Linked DNA regions of Danio rerio: region 1 is linked to region 2. Evidence: chromatin contacts called from public Micro-C data. All regions are on one chromosome and are shown on one strand. Each heading gives the region's core, a stretch centred on a gene start, on an enhancer-like site or on the middle of the called end of the contact. The rest is flanking DNA. Distances are from core to core; before and after follow the strand shown.

Region 1 (6,783 bases), core at 26-2,525, 85 kb before region 2:
CAATTACCTGGGAAAGTGTGGACTTGGCAACCACACTTCTAATCTTGTATTTGTTCATAACCATGTACAAACAATAATATTACGCAGCACTGTTACTGTAGTAGTTACCTAGCTGGGGACTATTTTCAGGTGGTGCATAATATCTTCGCACCTACTGCAGCCATGGTACGACAGCAAAGTTCCTTGATTATTACGCCAAGGTGAGAGTATAGTTCCTAGCTATGTCAGCCTGGAAAATAGGAACTTTTTAATACATGAAGAAACTAAAAAATATATAAGATTTTATAAGAAAACTAGTGAGATGCTATGGTCTAATCATATTTAATGACTTATGATAAGCTAATGAAATAAATCTCTCTCTATTATTTGGAATTTGTACTGCAATGCCTAGTTCAACCATACTGCACCTTTAAGTTGTTATTTTACCAATGAAACAGAAACAGTTGCACACTCTCCTAGAGCCTCAGAAAAGTATGAGTACTCGATTTCATCATCCTTGTTCAGTTTTTGTCATTGGTAGATTATAAATTATGTAGAGTATAATATTTCAGTGCTAACATTTCAGCTGTAGTAACGGTAGTAGCATATTCAGTGAAATAACCTTCACGACTGAAATTAAATATGCTGTGTTATCCACCAAGGACCAGGGTGCTGAAACATATTTGGTGAACTGGCAGTGGGCAAGTTATAGAGACCAAAACAAAGACACGGAACGCACAATTTTGAAGGAGAATAACTGACTTTAGCATTGTTTTTAGATTAACCTGTTCACTTAGCATGTTTCTTAAACATTTCCAAACATATTATGGATTTTTTAAGTTTTAGGAAAGTCAAAAACTTAAACGTACCACCTTTAAAAGTATATATCATCTAAAGTGAATGTTCATCTATTGCAATTTATTTAGGAGTATCTTGAATGTTTATTTGAAAAGAATTTCATTAGATTACGGTGGACTTTTGATGGATTTGTTCTGCATTTACTTTACGTTTATAGTTTTGATTGCCTAAAGTATTATTTTGTGGTGAAAACCTGGCAACCCTGAATATCAGCTAGTCAGTCACTCAATACTCACCAATGCCAAAGGGCACTTCAGATGCCAGACTGTCACGGTTTAGGAAAGATGAGCTTGAATGATTTGAATTTGACGAACGCAATGAAGACATCTTTCTCTTGGAGGCTTTGTTTATTTTCTGAGTTGCTGTGCGACTCCATTCTGTTGCGTCAGAATTCGGTAATTAGATAAACATCCCACACAAAAGCAAGCCAGACTCATGCGTGAACTAACAAAGGCTTCATACCTGAGTTTTCTGCCAGTCTCAGTTTGCCACAACACAGGTATGTCCTCCACTGTCGTCTGACGTTTTCTTTCATGGCGCAGTGGAACACAAAGATGAAGAATCCTGCAGGGACAATCAAGTGTCAACATTCCATCCGAACGCCAAAAATAAACACTGACTTGATGATATCGAACAAAGGAGTTGTGACACTGGATTGTGCTATATGATAATAACTACTGCAGCAAAAGAGCCCTTCAGTTCTGACAAATGAGCAATGCAGTATCTATGCACTAAAACAATAACTGAAAAATCCTTACATCCTTTTTATCTTCAAGTATTCAAACATTTGGAGTCATTAAAGGTTTCTAAATCAATTTTTATATTTTTACTCAACCAAAACATGATAAAACCTCTTTCACATTAAATACAAAATTAGCTATTTTCATATTCAAAATAGTCAAAACCTTATTAAAAATGGTAAGAGACAGTGGATCTCAGAAGTTCTCAGGTTCAGGTGGATCTCAGGACAGGTGGATCTCAGGTTTGATTTGACAAAGGAGTTTTATCTCCATTGGTTTATACTGTATCTCCTCCCTTTTCATTTATTTATTATTATTTTTTTTATATATATATATATATACTGTGTGTGTTTATGTTTTACTTTAGTTTGCTGCTTAGTTTCGATGTTCTGTATCGCTAACTTTTGAAAAAGTTTATTAAAATATGATAATAAAATATAATAAAAAATGGTAAGAGCATGGGCCATTTTTCACAAACCATAAAAAACATTAAAAAAATAAATAAAACTTTTTTTTTTTACAAATAAATTTTAATTATGCTGAGGGATCATTAAAAAATAATTCATATAATAATAATTAAATAAAAAATAATAAATTGTAAATATTTTTTAAAAAGCTTATAGCATGTGGAAAAAAATGTATTTAAAGTATTTTTTTAAGCATTTAGAATTTTGCATTTTCGTTTTTCTGTGCTTAAGCCAAAGCAGTACAATTTAATACAAATAAAATTCAGTTTATCCATTTATCGATTAAATAAATGACTAAGTAAATTAATTAATAATTAACATCAGATATTAATAATTTAATTATTAAAATATTATCTGAAAAATGTTACATTTGTATTAAGTGTATCATTGTAAGTCCTATCCTAATGTTAGACACATAATCCTAAGGGTAAATATTTTAAGTTAAATTAAAATACATATTTAAAAAAAAAACATTCCCTTTCAAGTACTCAAATTTAATATAGATTATTTTAATAATCAGATATTATATTAAATTCCAACCTGTCTCATTCTTATGTTACTATATGTGTCCCAAATTACAGAGTTTTTCAGATACATGAGACATTCTGATTGAACCAAATCCTATATTAATTATATTTGGAGTTTCTGAAGAATTTTTAAGACTTACACGAGGACAACAACAGTTTGTTTCATATGGGTTGATCTCTGCCAAAAAAATTATCCTTTTGTTTTGAAAGAAGTTGGGAGCTCTTATAATGTGGCTGACAGAGTTTACGGGTACATTACGTCTGGAAAAAATCTGGTATACCCTAATAGACAAGGTTTTGTTAGTTGAACCAAAATTGCCTACTATGCCATTAGTACCTACTTTTACCATTGGCTAGCACAACCAAAAATTGGTTGTTTTTGTTTTTTTGTTTTGTTTGTTTTTTAATATCTAACTGTTAAAATGTAAGTTTTATATTTTTATATTTTTAAAAAGTGTATTAACAAGTTAATGTCTGCTAAAACTTTTAATTATAAACTATTTAAACCAGATTTACTAGTATATTTACTATCAAAATTGGAGAAGAATTTAATATTTTGATTTTGACAATACAATTAAGTTGTCCCAAAAAAAGAACTTAAGAATTGTGCTGTTTTAATTCATTTATAAAAGTTGTCTGAACAAGCAGCAAAAAAAAAATGTTTTGGTGTAAAAAATGTGTGATATTATCAAGACTCATTAAAAACGGTCTTGTGCAAACTGAAACTAACCTTGTAGAGTATTAAAAATGGCAAACAGGTACATGAATGCAAGATTTTATGTTCAATCTACTTAAAACGTTTTTACAAATTTAAGTGGAATCACCATGAAACAATTAAGTTGTACCATAAAAACTTAAGAATTGTGTTGTTTCAATTAGTTTTAAATAGGTAGTTTAAACAAGCAGCAGAAAATGTTTTGGTGTAATAATGTGTGTAATTTACTCATCAAAAATGGTCTTATGCAAACTGAAACTAACCTTGTAGAGTGTTAAAAATGGCAAACAGGTACATGAATGCAAGGTTGACGGGACCCCAAGCGAAGAAAGCGAAGCCCCAGGTAAGGCCCAGGAGGACGGTGAGTCCAGCCACACTGCGCATCTCCTGCCAGCCGCTGCGCTGCTGTGTGTTATGAGGATTCTGCTGCTTGATGCGGCACAGCTGGATCATCACCACGATAAACATCGCCAGGTTCAGCAGGAAGACCAGACAGTAATACGCCACCACACCAAAATAGAAGACCATGTCATTTTTAATCCAGCAGCTGAGGGAGAAAAGATGGAAGATTGCGGTGATGTTTCCTTGGTCACACACTCAAAACCTACTAGTATAAATTATGCTAAAACAACACAATTCTTGAGTTATTTGGCGAGACAAGTTAATTGTTTTATGTTCAATCCACTTGAACATCAACTACTAAGTTAACTTAACGGTGATTCCTTTATGTTGAGCTAACCTAAATCAATTAAATGAAACCCATAATTTTTAACAGTGCACTTCACAATAAGGTTTCATTAATTAATGCTAGTTAATATATTTACTAAGAAGATCTGATGGGCTGTTAAACTATCAGAAAATAATGCACCCCACAGCCACTTTGGCAGGATGACGAAGTGGCTGTTATGCGTCAGTGTGCATTATAGTGTAAGTTATTCCACTTATACTATGGTTACCATATCTATTGACAATATTCAGGGATCTTTGCATAGAAACCTACTAAAAATCGAAAGTAAGCCAGAATTTATTTATTTATTTATTTATTTATTTATTTATTTATTTATTTATTTATTACTGATCATGGCTTATTGATGATTTAGTAATTAGTCAATATTTAATAAATATTTAGTCAACATTTAAGTTCAACATGTCTACTTAAACTTGACAGGAATATGTGGACAGTCAATTTTGTGTTTTATTGATATCAACCTTAGCTTGGAAAAACAGCGTATGCACCCCGATTTGTGCATATGCCACATTTATAAAAGAGACCCAGGATGTTTTATTTCAAGGTATTAGTCAGGGTTTTTTTTTTCTGCAAACTTGTCTTGTGGTTACTACTAGTTTCTTACATATCTCACTCAAAGCCTTTTATTTAGTTTTGATTAGTGCTGCATCGATATGGTATTTTTACCGTTAACCGTTAACCGATAACTTCTTTGATTTGGAGGTCAATAGGCAACATCCACATTAGTGTTTTCCAAATATTTCTTGACATGTAGAATACCATAAAATTATTATATGTATGCCGATAATATGTAAATATTTTTGCTTTTTCTTTTCAGCATGATTGCCAAATGAAAAGGCAAACATATATAGTGAACAGCTTATTCTATTTACTGCCCAATTTAAAAAAAATCCATGAATAAAACAACCAAATCACTGAATATTAACTAATTCATAATACCAATAATCAAACCTAATTTTTAAAAAGTGGGGGGGGGGGGGGGGGCAGCAAGCATGTGAAGTGTTTAATTAAAGAAAATAACACCTAATTTATCGGTTTAACAATAGCGAACAAATTTAAATCAGACCAATAACAATAACATGAAAAATGGTATTTAACGGTGTTATCGATATTGCCACAAGTGGCTAATTACCTTAATATTAGTAGTTACGTTACCTTACAATATCCTAGTACCTTGCTAGTATAAGTAAACATTACGTACACATACTAAAATAAAGTCCAAACACTCTTCATCCACATTAGTGTTTTTCAAATGTTTCTTGACCTGGGAAATCCTAAAATATTCCTTAAATGCAATTAATTTCTCCTTGAGAAAATACCCAGACATGACAAATACTGTAATGATCAAAATATCTCTGGTGCGTCTAGGTCACAATCAATCAGTATTCCATCTCTGATAACGTACATTTGACGAATGACAGCAACTGCACATTGAAGAGACGACATTATCTGTCATCTTTGCATAACGCAATATTTCTGAACAATAAAATAAATTTGGCCACACTTTACAATAAGATTTCATTAGTTACTGTATCTACTAATCATGAACAATACTTCACAACATTTTTAATCATAGTGCAACATGCATTATTAAAATATGCACTGTGAGTTATCATGATCTAACGATGAATAGCTTGTTCTTATTAACTTATGCTAACAAAGATGAATAAACACTTTACTAAACGTATTGTTCTTTTTTTTTTCCAAGTTAGTAAATACTTTAACATCACTTAATGGAACCTTAATGTGAAGTGTTACCACATGCAGTGTTCAACATAACTGAGTACACCCCATTTTGAAAATTAATATTTTTAGCAGTTTCTCAGTGAATATAGGTCATATATTTTGGTCATTTAAATAAAACAGATTCATTAAACGGATATATTTATTAAAATAATATTTTATTCACCAAACATCTTTAGAAATAGAAAGATAATACATTTAAATCCATGTGTAATATTGGGAAGAATACTAAAACTACAAGATTTCAACAAAATTTTCAAAAAAAAATTTCTCTTGAATTTTGCTCTTTAAAAAAAATTTTATTTAATATTTTTCCTGAACATCTCAATTTGGGTGTACTAATTTTGGACTCTTATCATAAGTTATTTTGTCCAGTCACCAGACATGAACATTATTGAGCACGTCTGGGGTATTATAAAGGAGGAGGCATCAGATGAATCCAAAGAATCTTGATAAACTCTGGGAGTCCTGCAAGAACGCTTTCTTTCCCATCCCAGATGACTTTATTAATAGGTTATTTGAGTCATTGCAAAGATGTATGGTTGCAGTCCTCCAAGCTCATGGAAGTCATACACAATATTAATTCTTTCTTCACTGCATCATGACTTTATATTCTATGCTGTATATTATTTCTGTTAAGTGACAAGACTTCTGTCTAAGCAAAATTAAATCATTAAAAATCAAGGCATGATCATATTTTATTGTGGTAAAATAAGCGTATCCTAGAGGGATTTGCCTTTCATATAAGCCACTTCTGATGCCAAATGATCAACTAGAAGTCAAGTTATTATTTAGTGTTCCTAAAACTTGGATAGGCGACTTTTGTCAGGTAGTGTATGTTGAGAACTGTTTATCATTGCACATAAAAGAAACTCTTCAACAAAGTGTTAAGAATGGTAGGAATTATTACTCACAAATCGTCAGTCGCCCCATCTGCATACCTCCCGTACGCCACAAGGCCATAGTTGTCTTTGTTAACAGCTATGACGATTATGACTATGATGAG
Region 2 (6,721 bases), core at 177-2,676:
TACATTTACCGTGATTCAAAATCAGGAGTCTTGAAAAATAGTTTGTTTTAACTCTCCTGATGTTAAAACATTGGTATTGTCTTGTCTAAAGTTAATATAAGCATGTCTGAAACAATGGCATCTTTTTCATATTTTGTGCAAAACATATGCACTAAATGACAACTTTTTCTTTTTAAATTAGGAGGAAATGTAAACTGTAGTTCACAGAATAAAGCAAATATCACGTTTAACTCATAACACTATCATCATTTGTAGCATTTTTAAAGTAAATTGTGACACAAATTGTAAATTGTTACTGAAGAAAAGATGCGAGAACTCTCAAGTTTTGATTATTATTAAATGCTTAAAGAACAACGTTTATAATACAATACAAAATGTGTCAGGGGTGTACAGAACAAAACATATAAGACAATGTGTAAGTATGCACACTAACCGAGAAGGGCCTTGTGAGATTACAAAATCTTAAAGGTTTCAAGTAAAAAAGCGGTTTTGGTGGCTTTTTTATGAGTGATTTGCTTTATGTTGTATGTAGTGTTTTAATTCAATTAGTATAGCAGAATAAAATGGTTTTTGGTTATTGAATTTGCATCTGTGAATATGGTACTTTGCAAATATTATCAAAAGATTGATACAATAAGCTTCTTTCTCTATTTTTTTCTGTAGTTTAAAAACCCAAAAATAATATGTTTGTATTCTAAATGAAAATTTGGCAATAATTTGTCATTTATGAAATTGATCATCTCGGACCATATTTTCTTCGAGAACTGGCAATTCACATAAATTCTCAGGTAGCCTCTTTTCCCATAGCTGACATGACATACTGTACGTATGAAGCAACAGTGTAACGTTACTTATTGTCATGTTGTGCCCTCTTTTGAAGACTCACTGTAATTACATAATGAAGAACAGTACAAAACGTCCTTTCCATTGAATGACTGTGATTAATTCCTAGTATTTTCTTCCACTAACGTTAATCACAAACTTTCAACGCAGCTATGACGCGTTAACTTACAAAACAACTTACAAAACCATCGTCAAATGCTAAAAAGCACAAATACTACAATACTAACGAGTGTATTGGTGATTTATCATGGTATTACAGCTTTGTTATTTGAATACTTTAAATTACCATCTAATATGAATATGGAAATCATTTAGTATCACGTAGAAAAGTTACGTTACGCATTGCCTACCATCTGATCTGACTCAATGCTATTACAGGCATAATACTTTTTGTACAGGAGAGATATATTGTAACGTATAAAAGCCAAATGTTCGCTTTTTGTTTACGGCTATAATGGGGGATTGACAATACACGACTAGTCAGCGTTATCATTGTAATTTATTGACAATACAACGCAAAAAAACACAAAATACACACATACCTCCGGTTAGCTGCCTGGAGAGCGGAGCACAGCGCAAGCTTACGTCATATTGTGTTGCCAGACGCATATCCAAAAATCCCTCGCTGATGTTATCAAACTACTAACAGTTTGACTCAACAGCTCAAACTAATTTCTTTGTTGAAGTATTTGATATGCGTTAAAATATTTAAATAAAATGAAACGACACGTTTTATTCGTATATATTTATTTACAGCGGTACTCGTCGTCAAAACTGAGGATGCGTGATTACGTGCGTGCTGATTGTTCTTGTTTATCTGGCAAGCATAAATGTTACAAGGGTGTAGTTGGAAAAGGGAAATACGAGCAATATTAAAAGTTCACCAAGTTCAAGTGCCAAGCCGAGACCGATATGTCTTGGTTCAAAAAACGTAAGTAAAACATTTTTATTTCCCATTTTTGAAACGCCTTCCTGAATCAATTTATGAAATAACCCTAAAATCCCCCAAAGACATGGCTAAAATGTGGCTAAATGCACATGCTCTATCACTCACGCTAATGATGTCATAGTGATGTCACGTTAACAAAGTGAAATAGGAATTTAAAAAAATTATTACATAAACCTCCTTCTTAGGGTTTAATCTGAAAAATCAACAACTTGTAGACAAACAATCAAACAAATGATCAAAAATGTAGAAAAACACAAGCCTGTTGTCATGAATTTAATAGAAAAACTGTTTATTCACTGAATAAATATTACAACAAAATATTAAATATATATTTTTTAGATTTAAAGAAAAGACTTTCACTTGTGCCTTCAGACAAGTTTATAAAAACCACCATTTAGTCAAGATGAACCACAAACAGGAGAAACATTTAAGTCAGAGAGTCATGAGAATGACATGAATAGCACAATAATCCCATTTATAACCATGTTAAAAATCAATAATATAAAGCTTAAATTGCCTTGGTAAAGAGTTCAGTTGCCTATAAACCTTTGGCTTTGTCCTGATCCATGTATTTGTGGTAAACAACACCGAGAGTGGTGAAGAAGTTTCCCATGAACAAAACGAGAAAAGTAGAGCCACACATGAGAACCTAAGAAACAAAAGAAGACATTTCAGATTGAATTGATGTGATTTTTAGTGGAAAATTGTGTTGTGTAAATATGCTATTTTATGTTTTATTTATTTAATGTTTATGGTTTTTGTTTGTTCAATGTTTTATTTAGCTAATACCTCCTTGATAAAGAGTTATACTTAAATTTTTTACCTGCCACTCTTTCCATTCTGGAAGCTGAGTCATTTGGAAGAGTGTAATCCCATTATAAAGCTGAAAAAACTGGCATGCAAAGTAAGACGGTTAGAAACACAAGGTACACAGCATATAAATAACAGAACTGAATCAGAGCATGCATATTTACATTTCACATCAATAATAAGAAATCTCTGCGAAAAGTTAAAGGCGTTTTGGTCACCCACTGAAGCCTGCACGGCAAAAAAATGTGGTGAAAAATGTGGAAAAAAATCATTAAGGAAATCGATTCTGAACTGATTTTTTTAAAAGCAGATGGCTAGAAAATTGTTTCATATAATTTATAGGTAGAATTTACACTTCTAGGTATTTATTAAGAGACCCCAATTTCCTGAGGCCCTAAGCGACTGCTTACTAGAACTTCTATGTTAAGCTGCTTTGACACAATCTACATTGTAAAAGCGCTATAGACATAAAGATGTATTAATATTGAATTGAATTACTGGTTATATCCACCTCTGCATAAAAGCCAACTTTCAAGATGAACGAAAGAAAGAAAATCATTCCTAATGAGCATTTACATTTATGGTTAAAAACTAGCCTAGAGCGCCACCTGCTGTTAAGTCTTCATGGAGCTTTGTATGATTAGATTTGAACCACTGAGATCACTTGGAATTTTCTGACAAAGTTTTTGGTTTCTTTTCTGGACTTAAAACGCCTCGGGACATCTTTATATGGAGGATGAGGGAGCTCTCAAATTTCATCTAAAGTATCTTAATTTGTGTTATGAAGGTAAACAAAGGTCTATGAGTGAATCACTGAATCATTAATTGAAAATGAGAGTAAAAAATACACATGACGTGTTGTACAAGATTATAATGTTAAAAACATTTATACATTTAGCATTATCAGCAAAGATCACAGTATTTAATATTTTACCTTTTCTTTTATTCAGCTGGTTATTTCTTGATTTTAATTCTTTATTAAAATTACAAGTTTTAAGTTCTGTTTGTTAAAACCAAACGTTTCTTGCAGTGCTGTTTTGGTAATAAATGGAAATCATATTAAAAAAGGAGGAGCCTTTTTTTTGCTGATCCAAATCAATGATCCGATCCATGACTCAAAAACCATAGTGTGATCCAAACCATGAGATGTGATCCGTTACACCACTAGTAATTAATTGACATAATTTTCTTTTTTGGGTGAACTGACCCTTTAAAAATGTATCAGCTATTGTTTAAAAAAATCTATTTCCCTGAAAACAAATAGAGGTTTTCATTCCGAAACTACCCAGCAGGCACAGGTCATCAACATGACTACAAATTGACGTTGTACCCCAACATTGTGTGGACGTTGCATTTTGTTTGGAAATGAAAATCAGGTTGACGACAGAACTCAAGGTAAGACGACATCAATGTGCAACGTCCAACCTGAAATCAACCAAATATCAACACCTAATGATGCTACAGTTGACGTTGTGTGAACGTTACCACTACGACATCTATTATACATTATATTTTGGTTGCTATAGCTGACGAATAAACGTCAGTATTTGACGACAATATGATGCTAGTGTCATGACTGTCAGTGACCACCTGAGGGCGCTGTAGTTCAACGGACACTGAGAGTGAACTACAGCGCCCAAAAACTACAAGTCCATACATACCACGCGCATTACATCCGGTCCACGTACACTGATCTGCCATCACAGCTGTGTCTGTTTACCGTTGATTTCCTGGACTATTTATACAACCATTCCACCTCTGTTTGTTACTGCGTCGTTTGTATATCTTGTCATCCTTGGTATGCTGTTCCTGATCTTGTTCTTGCATCTTGTTATAGTCTAGTTCGAGTTAATCTGTCTTAGTTTCTTGTTTTGTTTGTTTGCCATTTTGTTATTTTGCACTTTGCAATTTTGGATTTTTTGTCACTGTTTCTGCACGATATTATATTAAAATCTGCACTTGGATCCGCACCTTTTGTTCCTGTTTAATCGCGTAACGTGACAGTTGGTTTAAGATGTTGGTTCGACGCTGAATTTTGGTCACTTTCCAACACAACTTAAAATCAACCAAATATCAAACATTATTTGACGTCATTATTGGACATCAAAATAACGCTGTCCTTGGATGCTAGAGATGGAATTTTGGTCACCTGACGTCACGACCTAAATCTAACCAAATATCAAAGTCTTAAGACATTGTGTGCCTGCTGGGTAGAATCTATCGCCTTACTGAAGAACTTTTACCACAATGATTTTATAAAACAGGAAGTGAGTGTAATCCAAGATGACGGCATTTATTGCAAAAAAACACAAGATTAGCAAACGCAATGTCAAACTTACATGGCCCAAGAAAAGGAAAGGCAGGAGAAAGGTGAGACCCCTCCACATCCAAGACTGAAACCCCTCTGATAAAAAAAGATAATTGATTTAACCTCAATATAATGAGGGAAAACCCAATACACTTAATACACAAATACACTTCATAAAACACGTACACATGGACATCACCTATATACTATATAACTGCAGGTTAACTATGTTTATAAATAACTTCAGCTGTCAACAGCTATTAGTTACTAGTTATTTAGTTAAAGTTATTAGTAATTAATAAAATTATGGTAACTACAAACCTTAAGTTTTCTGAATTTGATTATATTGCAATAATGTGCACCTTTTGTAAAGCTGCTTTGGAACAATAATTATTGCGAATTGCACAATATTGGAAAAAACTGACATTACAATGTTTTATTTTTGTGAGATGCATATTGCAATATTGAGCATAATTTTAACAGATAAAAAGAATCGCTCAATTTGGAAAGAATTAATCATTTTAGGATATATTCGGATAAATATAGGATTATTTTGTAGTAGAGTGCATCTATATTACATTTGATAATCCAAATAACAAGCAATGATAAATACCGTAAAGCAAAGTTACAAAAGAAATAGATGTTTTATGGATTTTCTGAGTGTCTAACAGTGTTCAGGTACACAAATTGAACAATTAAATGTAAAATAAATAATACTGTGTAACCTTCATTGTATGTATACTGTATTAATCTGTCTTGAAGTTACCAAACCTTAAACTGGCTTGAAATGCATTCACAGTCTTTAAAACACATGCAAATGATAAATTTTTTTGGTAACTTTTTGGTTAATTTTGCAATTACACAACAGTCAAGTGTGTTTTCAAGTCCTGCTAAGTGAAGTTTCAGAAACTAATTTCGAGAGGAGCGCGTGATATGATTGAGCACGACTGGCTGCTCATCTGTAATCGGTAATAATCCAATCAGAGTGGTCCAAACTTACAATAAATAGATCGTTTTACTACTGCTCTATCTTCGTTTTGGAAAAATCCCCCCTTTCACCCCATCTCTTCCTTTTCCTCCCTTTTCTAAGGGGAGCTCTTGATACCTACCTGATCTCGGATCCCCTTATATGCTTATTAACCGGGTGAGAGCCTTGGGCTTAAGTATCTCCGAACTCAAAATTCTCTCCAGGGACAGCATGCCAAACCTGCTATTAACTCTAAGGATATCTAAATGGGAACTCTTAAAACTATAATCCTGATTTGACACTGCAGATCCTGCGATGTAACTACTGCAATATTGATGCTAAAAAAATATATTGTGCAGCCTAATTGTGTAAAGTGCTATACAAATAAACTTGAATTGAACTGAATCAAAACAAAACAACAGACTACCCACCAACCGTGAGGTCCATGTTGTGTCTTTCTCCAAGAGCTCTAAGTCTGTATAAGCAGCCACTCTGGTAATAGTACTGGAAAAACTGAACAAAATCTGAAAGCAAAACAACACAATAAACCATTAAACATTGACTAATTATAATTATTATTACACTGAATAATAATAATTATTGGTTTAAAAGAGTCAGCAGTTATGATCTTACTTATATACATGGAGTAAGACAGGAACTGATTTCTGAACATCTGATACAGCTCGCCATCAGGCCTGTGAGACACACACACATATTCTCACACTCATTTTCCGTTTTGCTGTTGCTCAGAAGTGTGATTAATTCTAATCACATCATCAAAATATAATTATCTGATTAATCTAATGCACATTAAAATACTTTAATTAACGCAGTTCGGTTTCAA

The links. Hi-C and Micro-C count contacts between places; a contact is called where the count stands out from the background.
Region 1: a Micro-C map of caudal fin shows a contact between it and region 2, with 5 times the contacts expected there. The contact joins the enhancer-like site here to the promoter of pora in region 2. A contact is called at or near these places in 2 of 18 Hi-C or Micro-C datasets (caudal fin and hematopoietic stem cells) and 1 of 4 datasets of contacts at active chromatin or transcription factors (caudal fin).

What each region holds. Positions count from the first base shown.
Region 1 is chr10:40,371,958-40,378,740 of GRCz12tu, reverse strand. LOC101883602 reads right to left here. Exons shown (of 36, transcript XM_009305521.5): 32 at 6,692-6,783; 33 at 3,550-3,833; 34 at 1,300-1,401; 35 at 1,074-1,214. Among named protein-coding and RNA genes, the nearest start is that of rhbdd2, 37 kb to the right of the region's middle. Within about 2 kb of position 1,275, at least 2 of the 62 cell types and tissues checked have an H3K27ac peak or open chromatin away from gene starts, as enhancers often do. A contact at or near this core is called in caudal fin, where this site is marked.
Region 2 is chr10:40,286,739-40,293,459 of GRCz12tu, reverse strand. pora (P450 (cytochrome) oxidoreductase a) reads right to left here and starts at 1,426. Exons shown (of 16, transcript NM_001034982.1): 1 at 1,386-1,426. It overlaps tmem120aa (transmembrane protein 120Aa), which reads right to left. Exons shown (of 12, transcript NM_001082983.1): 8 at 6,511-6,572; 9 at 6,309-6,401; 10 at 4,942-5,006; 11 at 2,616-2,684; 12 at 2,061-2,441. The coding sequence ends at 2,331.